Regions from separate parts of the Mus musculus genome. Here region 2 is linked to region 1. Evidence: chromatin contacts called from public promoter capture Hi-C data. All regions are on one chromosome and are shown on one strand. Each heading gives the region's core, a stretch centred on a gene start, on an enhancer-like site or on the middle of the called end of the contact. The rest is flanking DNA. Distances are from core to core; before and after follow the strand shown. Region 1 has its middle 58 kb from the start of 4930529L06Rik. Region 2 overlaps Jam2 (junction adhesion molecule 2).

Region 1 (2,522 bases), core at 16-2,515:
TTTGTTTTTGTTTTTTTTGAGACAGGATTTGTGTAGCCCTGGCTGTCCTGGAACTCACTTTGTAGACCAGGCTGGACTCAAACTCAGAAATCCGCCTGCCTCTGCCTCCCAAGTGCTGGGACTACAGGTGTGCACCAACACTGCCCAACTAAAAATTCTGCTTTCTAACACGTCAGGAACATTGATTCACAAGAGACCAAGTTGTACACTCATTGCAGAGGGTAGCAGCAGCTTTGACTCACAAGTGGATTTAGAAAACATTACCAAAGCAACCAGCAAACTGAAGAGCCAATATGACAGAGCTGAAGCCAGCAGCATTTCCTTAGCAAATGTAGAGAGCAAGAAGAAAATATTCGCTGGAAAACATTTCTTCTTTATGATGTGTGCTAGGTTTAACATCTACTTAAACCTGGAAAATTTCCAAAGAGCTTCATTGTAGTGGGGAGAAGAGAAATATCCTATTAATTTTTAGTTAAAAAAATGACAATTGATGTCTATTTCTTTTTCAAAGAGTATAAAGTAAAACTCAATCAATGAGCAAAGGTAGTTTATTCCTATGCAACACCATATTCATAAGCAAAATAGTTTCTTACAAATTTATGATAGCTAGCATTTAGGTACATCTTCAAAGAAAATAAAAAAGACAGTATAAAAGCTTTATATTGTAGTATCCTTATTATATGTACAGAGATGTAAACCCGGGGATTTAGCTTGGTAAGTAAATGGTTCGACACTGAGTTATAACCTCAGCCATTGTATTTTGAAGAAAGGTTTTTACCGAGTAGCATAAGCTGGCCTTAAACTTGCTGTGTAGCCCATTCTAGCCCAGAGCTTGTTATCCTGGCTCGACCCTCCGAAGGCTGCCTTGTAAGTGCATGTCTCCAGCCTTGGCTTTTTGCTGTCCTATCTAAATCAATATCTTAGTGTACATGGTCTCTGTTATGAGAATTAAAAGTGACTCAAAGTACAGTGGCAATTTCTGAGATAAGTGTCAGCATGAGGATTTGAAACTTAGATTGGTCTTGTGAAAAACATTTTTAAAAAAAAATATATATAAAAATAATTAGCTGGGAATATCCCACTTGTTATCTAAATCCCCAACCAGCCTGGGTAATTTCTCTCATTCTTCAGCAGTCCTGGCATTCTCTCTTTGAATGACATCAGTCTGGAAATACCCCATGGTTTTCTGAGTTATAAATGGGTCGCTGGCCCTAAACTCCTGAGTGTTATGATTCACACTTTCACTTCAGGGTTTTTTTTTTTTTCTCAATACTATCAGTTTGAAAAAGTGAAACTGAAACTGAGTGCCTGTGCTAACGACGCCCTGAGGGAGGAAAGAGTGGGTTGGATGGAATAACTTAGAAATATTCAAGGAGCGCTGGCTGACTGGCAACAACCCAGGAATCATTTCTCAAGGAAAAAGAGGATGCAGTGTGTCAAAATCAAAACCCTGTCTGAGAGCTGCTTGAGGGATGATTGTCACGCTGCACACCCCAGGGCGGCTTGTGCTATCCTCTAGTGTTTGTTTATTTTAATGTATTAATAAATTCTTTATTAGTATAAAACACATTTTTTTCTTACTGGAAATAGGGCTTAAACTTCAACTCTAGAATTTATTTTCTTGATCATTGCACTAATGATATCAATTGAGGAAGAAAGAGAGGGAGGGAGGGAGGGGAAGAGGAAGAGAGGGAGTAATGAGGGGGGAGGAAGAAAGGGAGACAGGGCAAGAGGGGCAAGAGAAAGAAAGAGAGAGAGGAAGGAGAAGAGGGAAAGGGAGAGTGGGAGGTAGAGGGGGAGAGGGAGGTAGAGGGGAAGAGGGAGAGGAAGACGGAGAGTGGGAGGTAGAGGGGGAGAGGGAGGTATAGGGGGAGAGGGAGAGGGAGAGGGAGGGAGAGGGAGGTAGAAGGGGAGAGGGAGAGGGGGAGGGGGATGGGGAGAGGGAAGGGGAGGGGAAGGGGGAGGGGGAGGGGGAGGGGGAGAGTTGGGGTAGGGGAGACTGACTTCTTAGGTTGGAGAACCTTCATTCATATTGCAGATTGCCTTTGGCTCAGTGTGGTGTCTGCTCAGGGTCTTCCTGGTACATGGTAACACTCAACAAACAGTTGCAGAATAAATGAAAAACCAGTGTCTTAAAAACGAATCCTTGTACTTGACATGCTTTGTGGAAACCCACAGGGAAGACCTTTCTTCTGAGATTTCAGGATTCTAGTAAGCAAGAAGCTCAAAGGAACAGGAATCTTATGAGATTTGCAGACAAGATCATAAAGATGTGTGAGCATTGTAAAGTATACGATTTATGGCTAATGCCTTTCTAGTTCTTTAACTGCATTAGTTCAGTGGAAATTTTGCCAAGGCCTTAGTAGAGATTGACATCATTTAAAAAGTTGTTTGGTTATAAATTAGTCTTTCCATTAAGAAGAAAATCACCGTCTCTGGCTGTCTATCACCCAATGTTTTCCACCAAAGAATAATGTCACGATGTCTTTTCCTATAAATGCATTAATTTCTCCCCTCCACCT
Region 2 (2,522 bases), core at 10-2,509, 190 kb before region 1:
AATTCTTGTCAGATTTACAAGGGAAAGGTGGAAAGATGTGAAAGTGAAGGTTAGCAACAGAGGTGCACAGAGACATTTAAAGTCTGCAGGCAGGGAGGCCAAAGGGGGTTCAGACAAAGCAGTTGTAATTGTTAAACACACTGGCACCCTGAAGGAAGAAGGGGTGCCTTGAGGGGAAACCCATTTATCAAGAAGAGCTCCATACTGTAACAATTCAAATCCAAGTGGAAGGGGTGTTCCTGAAAACACAGTGTCATAGATATCAGTCGTTAAACGGGCATCAAGGGAAGAGTTTTTCCTGAGTTCAGTAGCAAAGGCACACAAGGATCTGTGGTCCAAGAAAGTCAGGACACATCTGGGGCAGGATACAGTTCTTGGCAACAATGCCAGCATCCCAGAGAGCTGCTGCAATATCCGCGTAGCCTGTCCGATTCTGTGCATGGAATGGCTGTGTGAGTAGTGTGTGAAGCCGTGAAGGCAAAGCCCGAGTTGTAGTGAAACCCTGGGATATTAAAACTGTAAAAGGCTCTCACTGAAAAACCATTCAGGCACCAAACAGAGCTATCCCCAAGGAGAAGCCACATGTGCCCCAGGATGGGGCTGTCCAAAGTCACTGATCCCAGAAGACACCAGCAGGAGCTCCGGGGAGTAGACATGGGGCTGAGGAGTTTGGTTCTTTTCCTTGTCTTGGCCTTGCTTCAGTCCAGCCTTTCCTTTCTAGGCCCCACTAGTCTCTTTTGGAATAGGAATGTTTATTCTGAAGACTGCATTATTTTTAAATTTTATTACATAAGGGTTGACAGTTAAGCGATTGCCTTGAACAATTTAAGACTTCAGACTTTAGAACAGGGTGTGAACCATGAGACTAGTGACTTTTGAAGTTAGACTTAATGGATTTCCCTTATTAAATATCCGTGAGTGTTTGGAACTCAGGAGCAGAACAATAAGATCTGAATATGGAGTGACTCATGGACTCATGTGTCTGAACACTTGGTCTCCAGCTCTTGATGTTTTCGAAGAGGTTGTGGAGACTTTAAGAAGTGGGGTCTTTTATCTTATCATATTATATTATATAGTACTTTTTAAATAAAGGAAAAAAGAAGGGTCTCATTGGGGAAATTGGGTCTTAGAGACTTGAACTAAAATAGAATGTAGTGGGTGTGGTGGTTTGAATAGGAATGATCTCCACAGACTCTGTGCTTGAATGTTTGTCCCATAGAAAGTGGCATTATTAAGAGTTGTGGCCTTGTTGGAGTAGGTGTGGCCTTGTTGGAGGAAGTGTGTCACTGTGGGGGTGGGTTTTGAGGTCACCCAGTATGACACATAGTTTCCTTCTACTCCCTGTGGATTAAGATGTAGAACTCTTGGCTCCTTTTCCAGTACCATGTCTGCCTGGATGCTGTCATGCTTCCCAACATGATGATAAATGGACTGAACCTCTGAACCTATAAGCCAGCCCCAATTAGATGCTTTCCCTTACAAAGAGTTGGATGACCGTGATGTCTCTTCACAGCAAGAAAACCCTAAGTAAGACCGTAGATAACTATTAATAATCTCCTTGAAAATTCAGGACTGAAGATGGTAGGCAGAATCCTGGCAGTCCCACAACATTCCCATCTTCAGTATACATGCATGGTCTCTCAGTACTTAAAATTATATTTATATATTTTATATAAGATTATATTTATAAAGTACTATGAAGAAATCTGGAAGATATAATTAAGATTTCAAATCCATTCTCGGTAATATAGAAATGTGGATATGACCACACAACATGGTGGCTTTAATGATTTATTTATGTATATTTAATGTGTATGAATGTTTTACCTGAATGTATGTATATGCCCCGAATGCATGGAATGCGAATGGAAGTCAGAAGAAGAGGGTAGAAGATCTTCAGGACCTGGAGTGACAGAAGTTTCTGAACCACCATGTAGATGCTGGGAAATGACCTTGGGACAAACTGGGTCATCTGCAGGAGCATCAAATGCTCTTAACCACTGCTGGCCCATTTTTCCAGACCCTAGCATGGACTTTTAAAATTCAGGGTTCACGCTGGCTAATTACCGAAGGAAGTGTCTAGTAATTCAAAGTACAAAAAGGATCCAGTATGCCTCTGTTAGACTGAAGATGAAAGGGAGAGGAGAGACAGGAAACTTATGTAATACCATCCAGGCTGCTGAAAAACAAACAAAGCCAAAATCTTTCCGCGGGGCTGGGGGACGAGGACGGGACAGCTGGCAGCCGTTACATATGTGTGTGCTGTACCTAGTACTTCTAGCATGACTTTATCTTCCTGCAGGTTCTGGCCTTGCTCAGTCGGAGCGCTGACTTCACAGCGATACTCTCCAGCATCACTTCTTGTAACATTTTTGATTCGTATATTGAAATCTATCATCTCAGCACGGTCTTTAAAGTCACCTTTTGTGGGGGGGGGGGGGAACAAAAGACAATAACATTAGAAATAATCAAGCAACTTTCTATGTAGTATCCTCCTCGAGTCATTTTGTTTAAAACTAAAG

What was found. Capture Hi-C pulls out chosen DNA fragments and counts their contacts.
Region 2: a contact with region 1 is called in a promoter capture Hi-C map of adipose tissue. The contact joins two enhancer-like sites. A contact is called at or near these places in 2 of 484 Hi-C or Micro-C datasets (embryonic fibroblasts and natural killer cells), 2 of 115 datasets of contacts at active chromatin or transcription factors (CD8 T cells and microglia) and 2 of 9 other capture datasets (adipose tissue and liver).

Annotation. Positions count from the first base shown.
Region 1 is chr16:84,620,269-84,622,790 of GRCm38.p6, reverse strand. No RefSeq gene overlaps it. Among named protein-coding and RNA genes, the nearest start is that of 4930529L06Rik, 58 kb to the left of the region's middle. Within about 2 kb of position 1,265, at least 148 of the 459 cell types and tissues checked have an H3K27ac peak or open chromatin away from gene starts, as enhancers often do. A contact at or near this core is called in adipose tissue, where this site is marked.
Region 2 is chr16:84,809,243-84,811,764 of GRCm38.p6, reverse strand. Jam2 (junction adhesion molecule 2) reads right to left here. Exons shown (of 10, transcript NM_023844.5): 4 at 2,269-2,421. Among named protein-coding and RNA genes, the nearest start is that of Gm46557, 12 kb to the left of the region's middle. Within about 2 kb of position 1,259, at least 7 of the 459 cell types and tissues checked have an H3K27ac peak or open chromatin away from gene starts, as enhancers often do. A contact at or near this core is called in adipose tissue, where this site is marked.